Regions from separate parts of the Mus musculus genome. Here region 1 is linked to region 2. A link is a contact called in public promoter capture Hi-C data. All regions are on one chromosome and are shown on one strand. Each heading gives the region's core, a stretch centred on a gene start, on an enhancer-like site or on the middle of the called end of the contact. The rest is flanking DNA. Distances are from core to core; before and after follow the strand shown.

Region 1 (5,983 bases), core at 670-3,169, 5.2 Mb before region 2:
GTCACTGTAATCAGTTTGAACAATACCATGCATTCCTGGGGACCCCAGTCTTTGCAGGGCGAGTCTATCTCAATGGCGCTGAGTAAGTCCATCAGGCCGTGCGCGTACAACTGCTCCCTGGCTTGCCTCCTCTCTCAAATCCACACCGGGCTTGTGCTTGCTTGGTGGATGGAATACAGACAAAGAGGGATGCTTTCGAAGACTTGAGGGCTTCTGCTCCCTCCTCTTTAGATTCCTGAGCTGCCCTGATTGTGGGTCAGAATGACCTCCAGATGGAGGAGACGGTCCACAAAGCCATAAGGAAGCACTCTCACCATCGATGGAAGAGCGTTATTAAGGGACACAGAGGTGCCAGATATCCAACATTCTTCCACCTCTGTGAGGCACTGGCATGAAAGGACACAAGTGGGACGAGTAGAACTGTCTACCTAAGCATCTGATTCCAGGATTATAATGGAGTTGTTGCTTAATGAGGCTAAGGTTTTTGTTACACAACTAGGCTCCTCTGGAGGCATACAGTCACTGTCAAAAAGTGCAGCTGCCCTTGGGAAGATGAATTACACAAAGAAACCCTCTTCTCTAGGCTGGAGCACAGGTTCCCAGGGCACAGCACTGGAAAGGGAACAGGCCAGCAGGATGTCTACACCCCTGGCCCCTCCGCCTAGTTGTACCCTTTGTGTGAAATAGGCACTGAACAGCCTGAGTAGGTCAGGGCTTAAGAGTATCTTCAGGTAGCTCGTCTGCGCCTGTCATTTCCTCGTGTATGATGGGTGTCTCCATTGCCTTAACTTTTCCAGCGTCTCATGGCACTAGAAGCTTAGACTGACACTGCTATCCTGGCAAATAGCAGGCAATGATGATCTCAAGGCAATGCTGGGGCCAGGCAAACACAAACTGCCTTGAACAGAACATCTGGTTCTTGGAAAGGCTTTTGTCCCTCGCTGCTTTGCTCGCCTAGTTCTCTTCTGCCTTAGGCAACAGCCATGCAAGTCCCACATCCTGGAACGAAAGATGGGCTTCCTTGAGAGGCATTTTTTTTTTTCTTGTTAGTTCCTGGAAGCCATTTCACGCTCAGTTCTGGGCTGATCTGCCACGGAGGTCGGGGTAGCTATTTTCCTTCACACAATTCCTGTCAGTCTATATCGCCAGTGTATTTGAAGCCTGTTGGGCGTTACTCTTGCCCGTACACCATGACGCTGACTCGACAAGGTGGAGCTTGATTAATCCCTGTGTCCTGAATACCAGCCAAGTACTTTTTCCTGATGTAAGTATCATTAATCAGCCCATTCCTTTTCCGGTTTACCTGAAACCACATGTCCTGAGTAGACTATGTTAGCCCTCGAATGCAGCTATAGTTCGTTACTTAAATTAGGACCCCATAATTTAAAAAACAAACAAACCCTGCCTATTAATTATTTTTTTCCTGCATAGTTAGGGCAGGAACAATTAGTTGACTATTGAAGAGTGTAAGTTTTCTTTCTCGGAAGATCAAGACACTGGATAGGGTTAAACGTCTGAGAATTTAATCTGTGCTCCCAAGTGATTGACAGGCCAAGGAAAAAGCAAAATGAATCAAGAGGAGGAAAAAAAAATCAAGGGTAAAGTGGAGATAAAAGTGGACGAGAAAGAAAAAGAGCAACTAAACCGCGGAGAAACAGCTTTAGGAGAGGAGGAGACAGAAGGCGCGGAGAAGGAAAGGCGCAGAGAGAGCGGGAAGAGAGGCTGGGAGGGCGGGCAGGAGCGCGCCGGGCCGGCTCACTGCTCCGAGACCGGGGGGAACGCGGACGGGGCTAAAGCGTCGGGCTGCCAAGAGTCCACCCCCGCACGACGCGGGATAGTCGCGCCCAGCAGCGTCAGCCAATGAGAAGCCGGGATGTTGGAGAGGCGGCGGTGAGCGGGGCGTTCGCTGGCTGGGGTGGGAGGGGGACGGCGGCCGCCGCCATGATGCTTGTTTGCTTTCAATGAAAACGAGGGGGGCGCGGAAGAGGAGGCGTCGGCGTCGGTGGCGGCGGCGTCGACGGCGCGGAGGCGAAGGCGGCGGCCGGCGCGGCGAGGAGGGCGAGGCCGGGGTCCGAGAGGGCGGCAGAGCGTAGCGGCGGCTCGTGGGGTCCGGGGCGGCCGAGGCGGGCGGCTGAGGAGCGGCGGCCGAGGAGGGGGAACAAAGAGCGGCGGCGGAGGCGCTGCAGCAGCGGGCGGGACTGGTATGGTGGTTCCACAGGGCAGACCCCGCTGCACTCATCGGGAGGAGGCGGCGGCAGCGGCGGAGGAAGGCGGCGCAGCTCGAGAGGTGAGCGCGACGGGCCCGAGCGACGTCCCGCCGAGGCTCTGCTGCCTGCGCTCCCCCATCCCCCCCCAGGGGTCGCGCCCCGGCGGGGACCCCGAGCGCGCACTCGCGCACAACTTAGGAGTTCTCGGAGTGACGTCTGTCCGTCCCCCTCCTTCACACACAGCGATCGCCATCCCGTCGGTCCCCTGGCCGCGCCCCCCGCGCGGAGTCCCGGGGCTCGGCCTGGGTTGGGGGTGGGGGGTGGGAGTGTTGATTGACGGCAGTGCGGTGGCGTACAGAGGGCGGTGGCGTGAACCCTGGCTTCTCGGACCCCCGCCTCCGGCCGGTCACGCACCTCAAGAGAGGAGCTGGGGTGCCGGGACTAGGGACAAACCGGTGGCAACTTTGGAGAAGTGGCTGTGCTGGGGGGGGGGGGGTGTGCACTGTGCGGCGTGGAACTTGGCACTCCGTGGATTGACTTAATGCTCACCCTTTTTCTCCTAAAGTATTTTAAAGTCCGTTTAACGCAGATATTGGTAGGGGCGGGGCGGATTACGTGGCCAAAGAAGTGATTATCAGCTGAAGAGATTATTGGACTCAGGACTCAAGTACTAATTTCTGGAAGAAAATTTCCCTAGTTTAACCTAGTTTCAAAGACAGTGGTTATTTACTTTGGTGACCCCCCCTTCCCCCCCCCCCCCCCCCCCGCCTTGACTCTTTCTACCCTGACAACGGTCTTCAGAGACTGCTCATAAGCAACTGTAATTCTTTACTTTTAACTGTTTCTGCAAGTGACAACATTGTGCACAGGCCATCTTGTTACTGTGTTTAAATAATCTGCTAGAATTTGAGTACAGGTAAACCTGTTTTACAGGTAGATTGCCTGATTGACTACTAGGTCTAAATTCTTCTCTGCCTCTGCTTGGAATTTTAACTTTGGAGAATAAATGAAAAAACAATTCGGTGTGTAATAGCACTGTCTTTCCCACACTAGAAATTTTCACCATCCCGCAACCGTTCTGTAGGCTGGTCAAAAGATTGTGAAGGCGTATTTTGCTTTTTGTAATTGCTGCCAGTCTTTTGAAGTTGGCGCTTTGAAGAATACATTTTAGAATTAAAATTACGTGGAGCCAGTGGTCTAGTCAAATTCTCTGACCTGGCTCTGAGGAACCAAGCCTAGAATGAAGAGACTGGATCAGGATGTTAGAGTTAGGAGGGTAGTCATAAAGCAGACGTTAAGGGTGATATAGTTGTTAAGTATTTGGGGTTTGGAGAAGGAAGCGGGTATTTTTATCAGGTAGATATTAAAGTAGGTCAGGTAGCCATTTCACAGGTGCACAGGTGCTTGCTAACGTGGACAAAAATGTATGTGGCAGACATTTTCTAGTGTGACTGGAATATTCTTGAAAGAGAATCCTTGTATAAGTTGAGATGTATTATGGTTGCTGGGAAATTTCAGGCTTTTTTTTTTTTTTTGAACAGACATAGACGCTGATATACAGAACTTGGTCCTGACTACAAATAAAGGCATTATAGGAATTTGCCTACTATGCATGTAGTTTTAACTAGTATTTTGGTTAATGTTTAAACATTTGACTGAACCCATGTTAACTTTACAAAAAAAAAAAAAAAAAAAAAAAAAAGACATCTTAAAATACAGTCCCTGTTAGCCTGAATCTTTCTTTGTAGAATGGGCTGGCCTTGAACTCAGAGATCCTCCTGTTTGTGCCTCTGGAGTGCTGAGGTTAAAGGTGTCCAGCACCATGCTTAAGTTTTCATTCAATACAGCCTAGAAAGACAGTATAAGTAAGACATACTGGAAGAAATGCTTGGAGTATCCTTTGGTCCTTGTGTGGTGAGGGGTCAATATTTCCAGCACACATGCAGCCCTCTCCTCTGACAAGGTCCACTGGCTAGGAAGCTCAAGCTTGCTTGTCTTATCACTGTGGAGAAGAAAGATCTGTTAATTTTTTTAAAAAAAGATTTATTTGTTACATGTAAGTACACTGTAGTTGTCTTCAGACACACCAGAAGAAGGTGATCAGATCCCATTACAGATGGTTGTGAGCCACCATGTGGTTGCTGGGATTTGAACTCGGGACCTTTGGAAGAGCGGTCAGTGCTCTTAACTGCTGATCCATCTCTCCAGCCCGAGCTCTGTTAATTTTTAAAACTTTTTAGCTTCTACAAAATAAATAGTTTTTCTTAATTGTACCTGTTATTTAGGCTATGGAGGTAGCTATGTTACCAGAAAGTTAAGTGCTGACCAAACACAAGTATAACTGTATACCGTGTACGTTTGAGGACAGTGGAATGCAGTAGAGTTTGGTGTTTGAGTAAGTAGTTTAAAGATTAGAAAAGAGTGATTATTTGAGTCTAAGATGGAGGCTGATTCAGGCTGCCTTAATTTTACTCTTTGGCCTTTACTTTTTTGTTGTCTGTTTATATATTTCGGATAAGTTGTGCACTGAGGAATAGCATTTGATGGTCCTGGTGATGAGAATTCAGAGATGACCATATTCAGTTTCTGCCGTCTTGTCCTGCATAGGAGTGAGTAGTGGGTATATAGTGCTTCAAGGGATCGAGAAAGATTAAACTTATGGATGAGGGTGTGGTGCCGGTTTAAAACCAGTAACACTGAGGAGAAGCTGGCCAGGTTGGAGAAGGGGATCATTCTAGACAAAGGAGACAGTGAGCAGACTGAGGTATCGGGTTTGGGGGTAAGGCCAGGCACCATAAGATGTTCCTGGAACAGTGGGAGTGGATTGAGAGCAGCTTTAGAGAAGGGCTGTTTGCTGAGCTTTGTTTCCAGGTAGCAAAGAAGGGTCAGATTTTTTTTAAAAAGATTTTTTTTTTAAAGCAAGAAACAAAGTTTTAAAGATAACTAGGTATCAGCTTGGGGGTATAAAGACCATGCAAGTAAAATTGGAGTCATATTTGAAATAATACAAGTAGTGACTGTGTTTTGATTCAGATCTGGTGTCTGTGGCTCCTTTTGTAATGGGCTTGAGCAGTGCCCAATTGCTCTGTAATACAAGGCCATGTCAGATCAGAATGTTGGTGTTTTAGAAGATGTTAAAAGCAGTCAAAGCCGTGAAAGGCCTGAAATGATACACATGAAACTTGAGGTTTGTGGACTTTGTTTCCTAGAGCTCAGACAGGCTAGAGAACTTAATTGACGGTCAGGTCAACCTTGTGTGCACTGGAATCAGCAGTCAGGTTACTCAGGAAGATTGTGATGCTTAGGATATAGTATGTATTTTGTGAAATGCTGGGGAAGTCGAGTTTTCCCTCTACATTCCTGGAAGTAGAATATTGAGCCTTGGAAGCCATAGGACTCTTAATAAAGTGCTGTTAACAGGGTTTGTGTGGAAATCCCAGGGCTTGGGAGGAAGTGGAATTGGAGTACAGTACTCCAACATTAAAAGAACAGGAACTTGGTAAGTATGGTAGCATATCTTTCTCATGTTCAATGGCTAAGAAGTAGATCAATATTGCAGTAACTATGTACCTTACCTCAAAAAAACACCTGGTGTATCTGAGCTGCACATCCGCAGGGTTGCGCCTTATAAATGATTCTGAATTGCTAGGAGAGTTCTCTGAAAGCCTGGAAAACTGACAGTAAAGTTGAGTGGGTGTGGTCCACAACACCGAAGAAGCTGACTTACTGGGTGGTGTTCCTGTCGTGGTTCACCTGGGGCAGTTTTCTATCTTTGT
Region 2 (5,835 bases), core at 2,197-4,696:
TATTAGCCAGGCGTGGTGGCTCACGCCTTTAATCCCCGTACTCAGGAGGCAGAGGCAGGAGGATTTCTAAGTTCGAGGCCAGCCTGGTCTACAAAGGGAGTTCCAGGACAGCCAGGGCTATACAGAGAAACCCTGTCTCAAAAAGACAAACAAACAAAAAACAAAACAAAAAGAATAAATCTATTACTTATTCAATGGATCACTTATTTCTGGACCTTTTGTAAGTCATTTTTAAAAATGCCCTATAGTGATACATGGAGAAAACAACATGGATAAGCAAAGCAATAGCAAAGACCAACCCCATGCCTCAGAACTTTGTAATTCATAACTAGGACAGGTGGAAACCATCCCAAATAGAAATCAATGTTCTATACTCTAGCTCCATGCACTAAACCAACATCCAGACAAAATTCAGAGGTATTTGCCATGATTATAGAAGCTTGCGATTACTTATATCTTCCATAGTACTAGGCTGTAAGAACATGAAGCAAAAAAACAGCTGTCCAGGCCAGCAAGATGGCTTAGATGCTGGAGGTCAGGTGTGAGACCCGCATGGCTGAAAGGGAGAACTTTCTAGCTGTCCTCTGACCTCCACACCAGCAACAAAACACTGCACATCTGCCCACACAGAGACGCTAAAAGTAAATAACTGATATCATAGATCCTTAATAATTGGCTCAAACCTTATATGTTATTTTGGATCCAGGGTCAAACACTGCTGATGAACAATTATTAAGCTGGAGCTCAGAATTCCCTTAAAACCATGATACCCAGCAACCCTAGACACAGGAATAGCAAAAACAAAAGGTCCAAAACCGCCAAATGCAAATATGTAAGCTTTCTGCACTATCTTATCTTCCTGTAAGATCCCAAAATTTCCTTGGGTTATTGAAACAAACTGGAAATGAATTCTCCATCATGTCTCTGCAAGCCACGTAAACTAAAGGTGACTCAAACCCATGTTAGACAGCCCAGCAGCTAAGTAAATGAAAAGTTTTGTCCCAGAAACAGTAAACTTTCTTTCCAGAAACAGAAAATGTTTCTTCCCAGAAACGGAAAGACTCAATAAATGCTCACCAAAACCCCAAACCCTGGCTGTTTCAATAAATGCCTTTCCAAGACATGGAAACAACGTCTTGTATAATGTGCAGTTTATTATAGGGCTTGAGGGTTAGGAAACACAGATCCTCACTCTGCATTGTCCTAAAACTACCAAAGTTTAGTTTTGAATAGGGAGAAATCAGACAAAGAAACTTCAACAGTAAGAAAAATGTAACTGCTGGGCTCCGTTGGAAAACTATCTTTAAAAAAAAAAAAATGTGGTATTAAAAAAAAAAGGAATCCCACAACTCCTTAACTACCTTTTTAAAAAAGACAAAGCAAAAATAAGATGACTTAAATTGATAACAGATAATTTAGGGCTGAAAGTTACAAACAAAACCATCACCATCAACCTTCCTTCTCTGCTCCCAGCAATTCAAACAAATTCTAAATCAACTAAAACTGAATCTAAGCAAATGGGGGACAAGGAGGCTGTCTATCCATTGGGATGCTGAGACCTTAAAAAAAATAAACAAACAAAACAAAAAACAAAAAAACAAAAACAAAAACGAGAGGGCGAAGCTGGACCCTAAAATCCGAAAGTAACTCCGCCCAGAAAGGAGACCAGGAAAGAGAACTTCCTTACATAAGCGCTGGCACACGTTTTAAATATAGCTAATCCTCCCCACTCCCACTGTGTTGCTAGCTAACTTTGTAGGGACTTGGTTTCCACAGAAACTACTAGCAATCCTGTGATTCCTCATCATCTCCGAAACCACATCCACAGATAAGAGTCCACCCTCCAGTGAAAGAGCCATCGTCCAACCTAAGGGCCCGACACAGAGAAGGAAAACAACGCTACCTCTGCCATTGGACGCTCAGCCTAGGTCACGACTGCAGCACCGGCAGCTCATCCTTTTGGGTCTGGTTCAAGATTCACAAAACTGCACACTCGGTATTTTATAAAATAAAGACAGACACACACACACACCCCTTCCTTTCAGACTAGTTTCCTGTTTACTGCAGACAGAGATGCAAAGCCATCCATTAATCTTTGATGCCTTCCCACTGCAAAGGCCCCTTCCCCCGCCCCATCTCACTCTCTCCCCGCACCTCCCCCAACCCCGCCTGCTTTGCTCAGATACATTTGAACTGTAGTAACCCCAAGCCAGCTCGCCGCAAGCAGGCAGCGAGCACAGCACAGCAGCGCGGCACGGACGCAGCAGCCCCAAGGCTAGGGGATTACGTGGAGCAGAAACTCTGCCAGGAAGAGAAGCCCGGGTGCTCCCTGCCTCGCCAAGGGTGCTGGCTCTACCGCGCCTCATAAGGCGCGCTTATATGAGTCAAGTTCCTAACCCTTAGATAGAATAGGGGGTTCATTCCACAAAGGTCCTAGGGTGGGAAAGCAGAACTGGAGAGGGCGAACCCAGGGATGGCGAGCGGGAAAAGGAACACAGTAAGAGAGAGATGAGCTGCTCGTGACTGAAGAGAGGCGCACTGCACACTAAGCCAGGGGTCCCCCTATTCTTTGGGCTTGGCAGGTCTTTCTGAAACCCGCAACCTGCACCGCCTGCACATGGTTAGGCTGAGTTAAGGGGCTGCGAGGTGAGGAGACGCCAGGGAAGAGGGAAGAAGCTTGAAAGCAAAAAGAGTGAACAGAAACGCAAAAGACGAAAAGTTAGAAATGCAAACCTGAGCAAAGGAGCCCGGACTGGACACCTCTGCCAGAGAGACCGGGAAAGGCCTTGCAACCGGGGTACAGGAGAGCAGAGAGGGGTGAGCCCCAATGAGGGCATCTCAGGAATGTGAGGGTTCTCTCCCTCTCCAGGCGCGGGAGGAAAGAAGGATGGAAGGTGGTGAGGAGGCAGCCGAGGCCCCGGGAACGAGTATGAGGCTCTGCGAGGAGGTCGCAGGAGACTGATCGCTGCTCAGGGGTGGGCGGGAGGGCGCGGTGCGGAGGGGGACCAGGCCGGGGCCAAGAGCCGGAGAAGGAGGGGGCGCGGCGGGGAGGAGCGAGGGTGGGGGAGGGGAGGGGAGGCGCAGTGGGCAGCAGGCCTGCGGGATGCTCCCGGCTGACCGCAGTCACCTGGAGCCGCAGCCTCCCTGCCTGCGGGGCGGCACTGGGGATGGCGGTGTCCGCTGCTGCCCGGCTCCGATTCCCGCCCCTCCGGTGAGATCTTCGGTTCCGACGGCGGGGGGCCCGGTTTGCGCGGCTCACAGCGGCGGCTCTCCCGCGTCCGGCCTCGGCTGCGGCGTCTCGGGAGGCGGAGGCAGCGGAAGCGGCCCGAACCGTGAGGTCACCATCCTCCGCGGCGACAAAGGCGCTCCCGGGCCGAGCGCCGGCACCAGCGCCCGGCGGCCGCCATGGCCTGGTCCCCGCGCTCCGGCTCCGCCCCCCGCGCTCTGCGGCGACCGCCGGCTCGCGCGCTCTGCGCCTGCGCGCGAGCTCGCCATCGCCCGGCCCCCGTGCGCCCACGCTCACTCACAATCGCGCACGGCGGGATCTTCCCGCACCGCCTCCGTTGAGTGGGCCCGAAACGCCGGCTTCTCTTTGGTGCTGGTCCGGCAGACTATTCCAAGGAAGGGTGAGGCGACACCGGGACATGCACTGTGACCCCAGCCATTCTGACACGTGTTCGCGCTCACTCCGCAGACACCACGAGCCGCACGCGCCCACACCTACACTCACCTGCTGGGACCACGTGGGACAATGTGAAAGGCTGGTCCCTGCCGCGTGCAAACCCAGAGCAATTTTTAACTCTCTCCTTGACTAGACTAAGACTCGTCTCTAAGGCATCAGGGACGACGAAGAGTAAAATGCTGGATGAGTGAATGGTTTGGAATTGCTCCCTGGGACTGTATTCCGGCTCCTTCGTTTGGTGCAAATGATTAACTACTGTATGAAAATAAAAGGTGTAAATAGGTTTGCCATTTCTTTTGGTTCAAGGTTCAAACCACATTAGTGTGCACACACCCTTTCCCTGAAACCCTTTTGTTCTGCTCTAGTCTCCTAATACTATGGCACATTCTTGCCGTATTATAAATGTAGAAGCTTTTAGAGCAGGATCTGTGTCTATATAGTATATAAGCTTGCTGAGGACTTAAGCTGATCTTTGCAGGGATCTATTACTACGTTCATCTGTATTACCATTGCCTCGCTATTACCTTCTGCCATTTGCTCTGTTGTTCCTTGCTTTTAGTTTAGTCCCTTGAGAATCAGTTGCCACTAGAAACTAGTGTGGCCTTTCATTAGGCAGTGCCTAGGTAACAGAAGATGAACACCAAGTGATTTGTAAGGCATTGCAACCATTCTGGCTCATTCGGAAACTTGCCAAGAGCCTCCACCTTACAATCTGTACAAGACAAAATGAGTATTCTTTGATGTTTATGTGTCCTTGTCCACTGCTTATGAGACACATACACCCACGATTCTGAACCTCTGGGTCTCCCCTGCTATAAAACTGTAAACACAACCTCTACATATACAAGGTCATCAGAGCAGGAGAGATGGCTTAGCTCTTAAGAGCCCTTTTTGTTCTTCTAGAGAACACCCCACCCCCAGGTTCAATTCTCAGCACCCAGGTGTAGCTGGTAACTCGAGTCCCAGAGGATCTGACGCCCTCTTCTGGCCTCCATGGACACTACAAACATGTGGTGCTCAGACATATCTGCAGACAAAACATTCATAGATGTAAAATAAGTAATATGTAGCCAAAGCCATCACTAAAGTTCACAGTAGCATATCTCCCTCCCATTTTCTGTGACTGTGATAAAACTTGGACAGAATTTATGGAGAATGGGTGTGTTTCAGCTCACTGTTTAACGCACAGTCCCTCGTGGGGCAGGTTAAGGCATCAGGAACTTGAAACAGCTGGTCACTTCACCCAGAGTCTAGAAGCAGAGAGTGATGTGAATGCATGCATGTCACTGCTCACTGCCTCATGTTCCTCACTCGTAAGCAGTGCAGGATGCCCTATCCAAGGAATGGCATCACACTAATCAAGAGAATGTCCTCAGGAGCCATGGTCCCATGTGACTAATTTTGTCAAATTGATGATTATCGGTAACTGTCACCTACTAGCTTCATAGCAGGGTTTAAATGTTTCTGGGGGTTCTGTTCATAACTCGTTATAGCCACTTTTGTTTGGATCCCTTAGGCCACCTTGGAATAACCATTAAACCTGTCACATCACAGAGCAGTGGTTTCATGAGTCTCTTCTGTATGTAGCCTCCTAGGTAAAAATCCTCACTGGCTGATGGTTGCAATAGGAAGCTGCCTATGCTAGCAACAGCTTTCCTTGGCTTTTACTCTCAAAGTTTCACTGCTGGCTAAGGCAGGAAAATATGTGGCCAGAAACACAGAATAAAGAATTCAAAATGCATATAACACTAAACTTGAATTGGTTGCCTTTGTCCTCAGGTAAATTTCAGAGTTTTGACAATATTTAAAAGTTTCATTAGATTCATGCTTTGCCTTAGTGGAAGGGGGGGGGGTCACCTCTGCCCTTTGCCATTCTATGTCTTTTTAAAGGAGAAAGAAAATGGCTTCAAAGCTTAAGCACTCCACCATAAGTACACTGGACATGTCAAAGCAAGAACAAATCATGTGTCCTTTTACCTTTGAGTTTCACAGGAGTGGCTTGTAAATGCTGAAGTTCAAAACAATGTGTGAAGAAAATTGCTCTGGTAATGAAAGGGTTACTGCAGGAACCTTGCTGCTAATCCAGTTTGGGTAAGGCTCCAGGAGCTACTATGTAAATAAAACTAAAAAGAAAATCCCAGAGACAAAAAAAA

What was found. Promoter capture Hi-C pulls out the DNA fragments that hold promoters and counts their contacts.
Region 1: a promoter capture Hi-C map of cranial neural crest shows a contact between it and region 2. The contact joins the promoter of Cnot6 here to the promoter of Rnf145 in region 2. A contact is called at or near these places in 1 of 39 promoter capture datasets (cranial neural crest) and 1 of 484 Hi-C or Micro-C datasets (CD4 T cells).

The regions. Positions count from the first base shown.
Region 1 is chr11:49,708,658-49,714,640 of GRCm38.p6, reverse strand. It overlaps Cnot6 (CCR4-NOT transcription complex, subunit 6), which reads left to right and starts at 1,919. Exons shown (of 12, transcript NM_212484.2): 1 at 1,919-2,287. It overlaps Gm36411 (a long non-coding RNA gene), which reads right to left and starts at 1,169. Exons shown (of 4, transcript XR_879826.3): 1 at 1-1,169.
Region 2 is chr11:44,516,567-44,522,401 of GRCm38.p6, reverse strand. Rnf145 (ring finger protein 145) reads right to left here and starts at 3,446. Exons shown (of 11, transcript NM_028862.4): 1 at 3,128-3,446.